2 separate regions of the Anas platyrhynchos genome follow, and region 1 is linked to region 2. Evidence: chromatin contacts called from public Hi-C data. All regions are on one chromosome and are shown on one strand. Each heading gives the region's core, a stretch centred on a gene start, on an enhancer-like site or on the middle of the called end of the contact. The rest is flanking DNA. Distances are from core to core; before and after follow the strand shown.

Region 1 (4,704 bases), core at 1,148-3,647, 47 kb after region 2:
CTGCTGTGGGGAGAGGCGTTTTTGTGCCATGGGCTCGCTAGCACCCGATCCTCAAAATCGGCTTGCGACAGCTACCGTCCTTGGCACAGACAGCAAAGCTCGCAGGCTTCCTCTTCTGTTTGAAACTGGTCCCCAGAGGCTTAATTTGCAGACAGTAATGGGATTCCATCTTCCTGCGCTTGACAGAAGGTGCCTCTGCGAGCAGCCTTGGTTCACCTTTCAAGAAGCTGACCTCTTTTTCTTGAACAGCATCCCAGTTTTGGTATGTGGGCTGTGACAAATGTTTCAGGGAAGGATTACAGGGTTAATTAACACATTAATATTTAATCCCGCTTCCTTGCTTTCACGTCCCGGGCCAAAATTTCTGCCCCCGGACCCAAATCTACGCCAGCCATAAGTATCACTTTCGACTAGGAACCTGAAATTTCCGCGTTATTACTCTCACTCTTTTCTTATGCGTGAAACCCCGGCCTCCTTCCTTCAGCTGTCCTCCCTACAGTCAAATTGTTTGTATGGGAATTGTCTTCTCTTGGCGCCAGCCACGAGATCAACCCCCATTTCCTGTCGGTACCGCGTCCTCCTCTGCTAGGCTCTCCTCTGCTGAGGAGGCACGACGTCTTCACGCCTGTTATCTTCACATTTCTTCTTCTCAGCTCCACAGAAGCGGAGGGAGATGAGGAGGAGACACGATAGGAACCCCAAGGGCATGGAAGAGCATGGGGACGGGCACATTTTTTGTCTAGACAGGGGTTGTGGCCTTCAGCTGGCTTGACCCAACTCTGCTCCGGCACAGCAGCAGGAGGGTGGGAGGTGGGATCGCAGCAGGGGCAGGCCCACCCGTTACGGCTTTAACATCGGTACGAGCAGCAGGACAAGAGGCTGGCACAGGTTTTTCCATGGGATGGTTCCTTGGTACCTATGGCTTGCGCAACCAGCTTGAAGCCCGCCCCATCCCATTCCACCACCCTCAATTACTGAGCTAGGAAGGCCTGACACCTGTACACCGAAATATCTGTGGTGTTGCTGCCCCTCGCAGAGTCGTGTGTGCGCAGGCACTGCTGCCACAAGTCCTGCTGAACTCCTGCCACCTCCTGCAGCCTGGCCGTGCCTTTGGGTTCGCCACCCAGCCAGCAGCACAGCTCCCTCCAGCAAACCAGGCTGCTGGTTACGGAGTTAAAACACCAAGGAGCGGGTGAGATCAAGCACAACTCTTAGCCCAAGGGATGTTTGGGTGCTGCGGGAGCTCCCTGCAGCAGCACCTGAACACTGGCAGCTGCTCCCCAGCCAGCCCCATGAGGTTTGGGGTGCTCATTCTGGAGCACTCATCATAGAATCACAGAATCATTAAGGTTGGAAAAGCCCTCCAAGACCATCTGGTCCAACCATCCCCACACCACCAATGTCACCCACTGAGCCCTGTCCCCAGGCACCACGTCCAACCTCTCCTTGAACACCCCCAGGGACGGGGACTCCACCACCTCCCTGGGCAACCCGTCCCAGTGCCTGACTGCTCTTTCTGAGCAGAAATGTCTCCTCATTTCCAGCCTGAACCTCCCCAGGCACAACTTGAGGCCATTCCCTCTGGTCCTATCACTGGTTACCTGTGAGCAGAGGCCGACCCCCAGCTCCCCACAGCTTCCTTTCAGGCAGATGCAGAGAGCAAGAAGGTCTCTGTTGAGCCTCTTATTTCATTTTATTTCATTTTATTTCATTTTTTCCTCCCATTTTTGAGGTTTCATTTCTTGTTTTTACAAAACCAAAGTATAGTGGCACGTAACAGGAGGCGGCGGCCCTGGGCAACCATATCTCCTGGGTGATGTCCACATTTACCTGTGTTGGGGGGGGGGGGGTGGGATAAGATCTTTAGGGTCCCTTCCAACCTCAGTCTTTCTGTGCTTCTACGGTAAGTTTTACTGTTAGAAACCCTTTATCCTGGCAGGTTACCCTACCGACCCGTGCAATAAGAGCCAGCTCAGCGGGTGACACGGGTGGCAGCGAGCCCGGCTGCACAAAGAACCTCAGGAAGAGCAACCAGGCGTCGGAACCGGCTGCACCGGGGGGCGGTGGAGCCCCTGTTCCTGGGGTAAAATCGCTCGGGCGGGGACGCGATTTGGGAGCACCGAGCCCGGAGCGCGCTGCCCAGCACCCGGTGCCGCGGGGTCCGGTCGCGCCCCGCCGGCGCCGCAGCGCCCCCCGCGCCCGGCAGCTTTATGAATGGGCGCAGCGGAAGCCCCGCCCCCCCGGACGTGACGCCCAGCCAATGGGGGCGCGGGGCTGCGTGGCTGGGTGAGGTCAGCGCGGCGGGGCCGGGGCCGGGGCCGGGCCGGGGGCGGCGGCGGCGGCGGCGGCGGCAGCGGGAGGGGGGGGGGGAGGCGGCGGCGGAGCCGGGCGGGGGGCGCGGGGGGACGAGGGCGAGGAAGAGGAGAAAGGAGGAGAAAGGAGGAGGAGGAGCAGGGGGCTGCCGCCGGTCCCCGCCGCCGTTCCGCGGAGGGCAGCTCGGGGCGATGCAGGGCTTCGTCAGGCTGTGAGCGCCCCGCCGCCGGCAGCCCGAGCAGCAGCAGCAGCAGCAGGAGGAGGAGGAGGAGGAGGAAGGGGAGGGAGCGTGGCGGAGCGCCGCGCACAGAAGGCGGGAGCGGGGCTGCCCCGGTGCCCGCCCCGCGCGGGGGGCCGGCCCCTGAGTGCATGCGGGGCGCCCCGCCGGGCCGCCGCCGGCCCCAAGCCGCCCGCCGCTGAGAGCCCGGCGGCGAGCGAGTCCCGGGCGGGCGGTCGCCCACATGCGCGGCCCCAGCCCGCGGCTTGGGGAACGGCGCCGAGCGGAGGCGGGCGAGGGGAGCTGGAAGCGGCCGGCGACGACGGCAGCGGGAAGATGGCGGAGCGGCGGAGGAGCTGAGAGCGGCGCCCGGAGCAGTGGGGCCGCCCCCGCAGCCTTCCTCCGCAGCCCCCCGGACCCCCCGGCGGCCACATGCAGGCCAAAAAACGCTACTTGACGCTGCTCTCCGCCGCCACCTGTCTCGCCCTGCTGCTCTACCTCGGAGGCGTGCAGCTGCGGGCAGCCCGCGCCCCGCCGCCCGCCGGCCGGCATGGGGCTGCCCCGCGGCCCGGCAGCGAGCAGCGGCCCTGGCCCCGCTTCCCCGACGCCCTCCGCTCCTTCGGGGAGCCGGAGGGGGCCGGGGGGGGCGGCGGGGCCGGCCGGGTGTCGCCCCGGCAGCGGCGGGACGGCAGCGCCGGGCTGTACCGCGGGCGGCGGTGCCGCATGGAGTCCTGCTTCGACTTCGGCCTTTGCCAGAAAAACGGCTTCAAGGTCTACGTGTACCCGCAGCAGAAAGGGGAGAAGATCGCCGAGAGCTACCAGAACGTGCTGGCGGCCATCGAGGGCTCCCGCTTCTACACCTCCGACCCCAGCCAGGCGTGTCTCTTCGTCCTCAGCCTGGACACGCTGGACCGGGACCAGCTCTCCCCGCAGTACGTGCACAACCTCCGCTCCAAAGTGCAGAGCCTCCACTTGTGGAACAATGGTCGCAATCACTTGATTTTTAATTTATATTCCGGCACCTGGCCCGACTACACCGAGGACGTGGGCTTCGACATCGGCCAGGCCATGCTGGCCAAAGCCAGCATCAGTACTGAAAACTTCAGACCCAATTTTGATGTTTCTATTCCGCTCTTTTCTAAGGATCATCCTAGGACAGGAGGGGAGAAGGGATTTTTGCGGTTTAACACCATCCCTCCTCTCAGGAAGTACATGTTGGTATTCAAGGGGAAAAGGTACCTGACAGGGATAGGGTCAGACACCAGGAATGCCTTATATCACGTCCATAACGGGGAGGATGTTGTCCTCTTGACCACCTGCAAGCATGGCAAAGACTGGCAAAAGCACAAGGATTCGCGCTGCGATAAAGACAACACCGAATACGAAAAGTAAGTCAGCGCGCGGCTCCGGGGCCACAGTGCCGGTGGCAGCCCTCGGGACAGGGGAGAGGCTCCGTGTACCCCTCCGGCTGGCCCCGAGCGATGCTTTGGGTCGGGGAGCAGGGAGGGAGGTGGTGGAAGGGGCCACGGGGGACGTGGCTGCGGCTCGCATCGCCTGGGGACCGGCGGAGTGCTGGTGCCCTCGGCTCGGCGGGCGAGGATGCTGCTGGAGGATGCTCGGGCACCTCAGGCTATCCTGCATCCCCGTCCTGCCTCTCTGGGTAAATGCTGTGCGTGAGACAAAGTTTGAGGAGGGCTGGAGTTGGTGAGAGCGGTGGTTGGGCTGGTGTCCGAAAGCACTGCCTGCTGCCCAGGTGGTTTCTCCGTGTGGTTTCCCCGAGGCAGCAGCTTGCCTCCCGGGCTGGTTTCCCCTTGGCTCCAGCTGATACAACATCAGAGGAACAAGGAGGAAAAAAAAACGCTGTCTGTGTGAATGCCCCGCGTTGGAGTTCCTGATTTTTGTGTGTGAGGGAACGCGTCCGTGGTGTGAGCACAGCTCGCGTTTCCCTTAGCGCTCCTGGCTTCCCCTGATACTTATTATTTGTGTTTGCTGGCGCCGTCAGGTTGCTGCGCTGTTACCTTCCCGGCGCGCTTCTCAGGTCTGTACAAAGAGCTGCCGGGCAAAACGCTTCCTGGGAATTACCTCCGGAGCTGCGCTGCTGATGAAGCTGTTTGCAGCCCCTTGAAATGCTGACCACCGCTGCATCTCCTGCGGGGTGGACGGACGCGAAGTTT
Region 2 (4,897 bases), core at 340-2,839:
CTCAAAGGCTTTGATAGCTCAGGCTGCTTAGTGCGTGTTTATGATTCCCGTCCTTTTGATTTTCAAGGCTTGGTTTCACATGATATATCCAAACTCCTCTCCTCTAGCCAGGAGAGAAAAGTACAGGGCAAAGTTTTTCTGTAATTATAGATGTAATAAACCACTTTTATATTTCTTCAGAAGCAGTTAGCTGAGAACACCCATAAGCTTAGATCCAGCAATCTACTATTTTAAGATTGCCCAGAGCAAGTTAATTTTAGGTTTAGTGCTTTGTAATTTAACTAGAGAACTGCACCTAAAATCTTAAGATTCAGTTTTGCAGACCTTAAGAAGATTTGCTTCTTCAAGTTTGTTATTATTTATAGTTGAAGTGCGTTTAATAATTTGCTGTGTGCTCAAAGCTAGCGCTGCAATCCCACTTTAGTTAATGGGGGTTGACAGCATTTTTGTTTTTTCTCCGGGGGTGTTTTAGAGACACTGTATTGCGATCTTGCTCTGATCTTAATGAGATCCAGCCAGGAGTTAGAGGAGTAATGCCCCCTCCACACACACACGCGCGCGCGTGCACACACCCCAGAAATTCAGTGCAGTCATTTTGTTGTTCAAAGCAGTGATTTTGGAAGTGGCCTGCAGCCTCTGGGAGTCTGGGGATTATTGCGAGGGGCTGGAGCGAGGCAACCAAGGAAAGACAGCTTTTGTCAGCTGGCTTCGGCTCTTTATACAGGGCCTGCACCTCCAGAGGGTGTTTGTTGGAGGTCTGCAAACCAGCACTGGAAAACTGCACGATGTGTGTTAGGGAGAGCAGGAGCTAGGTGAGGGCAAGGGGATGGTGGGTGTGTGTGTGTGGCAGGCAGGGGATGCCCATAGTGCTCAGTGGATGATCCCAGCTGGCCAAGCTGCTTTTGTGCTTTGGGGAAAGAGCCAATATCCACCTTGCTAGCTTTCCAGAGATGGACAGCTACAGGTCATAGAGCAAAATCCAGAGGAAAACATCCATCCACAACCCGAGAAATGTCTGCACTACTCTGATACCGTGGTCCAAATGCTCCCTGCAGCCCTGCTTCCAGCGTCAGTCCCATTTTTGAGGGCAGTCAGTTTCTCAGGATTCCTACAGGAGTGAGACATGGAGAAGCAAACAGCTTTCCAGCCCCAAGACCTCAGCAGCTGTTCCGGCCCATCCGAAATAGGTGCAAGTTATCTAAAAGTCAGACACCAATTTCCATTTATTCAAGCACCCGAAGAGACTGGAGGAAGAGGCAGGGGAAGGATTAACCTGTGCTTGTCATGCTTTTAATGGTGTAGAAATGCAAGTCGTGGCTGAGCAGCACGTTGACAAGGCTGTTCCCAGCTTGATGTGGAAATCTGGCAGTTTTGTACCACTGGCTGTGGGGATGTCGTACCATCAAATTCAGCTGTCCTTGGTCACCTGGAAGCCTGTTTATCTAACAGTGGTTTTCCAAACAGAAAGATTGTGCAGGAGAGGCTCTGACACTTGCCCCGTGTGGCACAGGCTTGCTTCCTCTGCCTGCGGTGCCTTCAGACAGACAGCAGCCCAGAGGAAACGGTGAGGCAGAAAAAAAAAATGGGAGGAAAAAATGAGCAGGGTGAAGGCCTTGAGTGTCTTTGACTGCATCTTAACCATATTAAGTAGAGAAAAGTTTATGCCATTCAAGGAAAAAAAAAAAAAAAAAAGGAAAATGTCTGAGGAAACACGTTTCAACAGCTAAAGATGAGTCAGCATACAGGAAGCCAGCTCACATGACTGGCGAGTACAGTGAGATTATCGGTAAATCTTTTTTCACACTTTTCCTCCCCCTAAATTGCAGGTTAACGACTCTGCTCTTAAAGACATACCCTGGGAGCTAAGCCTGAAGTGTGTCGCTTTCCTGGAACCGTGGATTTCCCTCGGTCCTACAGCAAGGATGGCCCAAACCCCAGGAGTCTCCAAGACACAGAGCACCTCACCCACAGGCTATGCTTTTTTTATATGCCCCAAACGATTTCTGAAGCTCATTTGCTAACAGTGGGGTTCAGGATACAGCAGCTTTGATTTCACAGGGAGTGTTTTCAAGGCCATCTTTTAAGCCCTGCACAGAAAGGATTTTCAGCCCTCTTAGTCGTGAGTAGATGAGCAAAAAAGTGCAACTGTAGGGCCTGGATTCACTGCATCTGTTGAGGCACCTAATATCGAGGATAACCACACTTCTAATTTAGAAGCGCCATCATTAATTTAGGGATCTAATGTAATTAAGGGTAATTAATAGTCATCATTAATTAAGGTGTAAATTAGGTGGGGTGAATCCAATTGTAAGGTCAGAGGCTGGTTGATCCGATTTCTATCTGTAGCAGGGGAAAGAGCTCTCAAGAAGCTCTTCCAACTCTCTTCCGAAGATCTCCTGTACCCTACCTTGCTCAGCTAGCGATGCCAAAAAAACAGCATCCCTACTAGCCCTGCTAGCACCCGAGGTGAGTCGGAGAGAGCAGTTGGGTGTTTACCCGAGATGAAATGAGCTCACGTAGCGTCGAGAGCCAGCCTCCAGCTCGGATGTACCCGGCTGCGTGGAGAGCCAGGCTGATCAGCCCCGGGGCTGAGCTGCACGATCCCACAAGGAGTGGATCTGCCTCTCTTCGCCCCAGCCCAGAAGCCATGCAGATTTCAGCTCAGATGGAAGGGGAGGGTTTGTGCTGCTCTGTGGAAGCTGTTGTGAAGACAGTGGGAAAATGTTGGGCTCCCAGGCTGTCAGTCTGGCATCTTTCACAAGAGCTGATGGTTTACTGGGGAGGTGGGGAGCTGTTTTGGTTTGTTTTTTTTTGCGTGTGTGTGGGTTTTTTTTCTGTCCTTCTTCAGGGTTGCAATATACTTGCTAGAACGGATGGAGGCACATGCACTGGCAAGCCTGGGCGCTAATCCTCACGGGATGCCCAACTGCCTCCCTGCCTGGGTACGCCGCGTTCATCGGCGTAGGCTGGCAGTGATGCAACGCCAGCCAACACCCCGAGTGGTTAATGCTCTTGACATAACTTGACTCCAGGAATGACTAAAGCCTGGACTGCTTTAACTTCTCTCCTTCCTCATCTGCACTTATTCACCTGGATTTTGTGCCCCTGATGCAAGGCTGTAGAGTCAGAGCACAGCTCAGGAAAGGAAGGTGTGCCTGCATTGTTCCTCCAGATAGACCTGAAGTGGGAACACAGAGAAGGAAAAAGTTCTCATTTAAACGAAATTCATCAATGCAGAGCAGTAGAGACACAATAATGTTTGCCAGCCAGCTCAAGCAAAGCTCCCAGTGACTTTGAGTTCAGGCTGAGAACCTTTTCAATGTGCCCTGATGGGGATTTCCAAGGGGGGGATCCTAATACTGCAGTGTTAAGCCCTTAATAGGCACTTATTTAAGTGGCCCAACTTTCAGGGTAACTCAGCTCTTTCCACTCAAGTTTCTCTGCAGATGCTTGAATCTGGTAGGAGCTGTTGTGGGCTCAGCGCTCTTTAAAAAAGAATGGGGGAAAAAATTCTGTTTTGCATTGGCAAAGCACAAAATGATGATTTCTACTCACCTCCAAGCAAAGGGTAATAGCGGATGTTATGTTCCTCTAATCTCGCTGATGACTATTTTTACAAAACAGACTACAGTGCATTTACTAGTACATGGTGAAGGGGCATAAATAATTTAAACAACAGTTGTCAAAATAAATGAGCAAAGTGCATTTTGTGATAAATTACACTTGCTTTTTTAATGTGTTTCTCACTTAGTTGAAAAATTCAGTAATTTGCAATGGATCTCCCAATCATTAAAGTGAATTAGCAAGACTCTACGCCCTTAGCCATAATTCTAATCTTAACTGGAAAGGAAATATTTAGTATTATTTTGCAAGGGTTCCTCCTTGATATTCTTTTACAGCCACAATCTTACAGCGTAATGGAAGTTATGTATGTGTCCTGGTGACTTGGATTTTAGAGCGGAAAGCTGATTATGAGCTGTAAAGAATTTCGTCTCGCACAGAGGATATAATTGTTTTACAGAGGGGTGAATGACAATTCATGTTGCAGACTGCTTCAGTCTTTCCATTGGTATGCGGGTGCTAACAGAATTTGTCCTTGCTTAAGGAGTGCGTAATGGGGAGTTATTCTTTAAAAGTCTAATACCAACATTAATGTATACACAGAGCATTCATCTGCTCAATTTGTCTGCTTGCTTGTGTGTAGGTTATAAGTTACATGAAACTCCACTGTTGTGGGCCTTTTATATATGTGTGTGTGTATATATGTATATATTCACACACATCTAGGCTTGCTCTCCTTTATAGTTATGCAGAACTGTTTTTACACTTCCTTTCTCCTGAAGACAAAGGAGGCTGCCACAGTTGAGCATCCCTGCAAATCAGAAGTGGAGTCATTTTTCTGTACCACTCTGTGGGTGCAGGAAAAACAAAAAAAAAAAAACAAAAAAAAAAACAGCACAACAAACACAGCAGAAAACTCACAGAAATTGGCAGCAGGCTTCAGGTGCCCTAGTAATAATTGAAAGCATTGTTTTAAAGCATTTGATTTGCCAGGAGTTATGGAGATGACGTTACTTTTTTAAATAAATCATCCCTGATTGAGTAGCAGTGCTTGTCCATTTCAGTCTTACCTTGAAAGCAAAGAACAAATTTCCCATAAGCATTACTCAGAATACGGAGAAACAAAACAGAAACTCTTAAACGCAGACTTTTAGGGGCAAGTCTGGCGTGCATCGTGACACACAAAGGATGGACTGGAATGGTGAAAAATATTTGGAGCTGCTGGCAGTGTGGGTGTGTGCAGTAATAAGTGTCAACACAAAGAAACAAGAAAAATGATGATAGCCACATAAATTTATTTATTTATTTATTTATAAATAAACGGCTTTGTTGGTGA

The links. A called contact is a pair of places that touch in the nucleus more often than the background predicts.
Region 1: a Hi-C map of liver shows a contact between it and region 2, with 1.6 times the contacts expected there. The contact joins the promoter of EXT1 here to the enhancer-like site in region 2. A contact is called at or near these places in 2 of 8 Hi-C or Micro-C datasets (liver and skeletal muscle).

The regions. Positions count from the first base shown.
Region 1 is chr2:14,089,948-14,094,651 of IASCAAS_PekinDuck_T2T, forward strand. EXT1 (exostosin glycosyltransferase 1) reads left to right here and starts at 2,398. Exons shown (of 11, transcript XM_027452634.3): 1 at 2,398-3,918. The coding sequence starts at 2,963. It overlaps LOC119715746 (a long non-coding RNA gene), which reads left to right and starts at 3,929. Exons shown (of 2, transcript XR_011807356.1): 1 at 3,929-4,704.
Region 2 is chr2:14,043,717-14,048,613 of IASCAAS_PekinDuck_T2T, forward strand. All of the region lies in intron 4 of SAMD12 (sterile alpha motif domain containing 12), which reads left to right. Among named protein-coding and RNA genes, the nearest start is that of EXT1, 46 kb to the right of the region's middle. Within about 2 kb of position 1,590, at least 1 of the 8 cell types and tissues checked has an H3K27ac peak or open chromatin away from gene starts, as enhancers often do.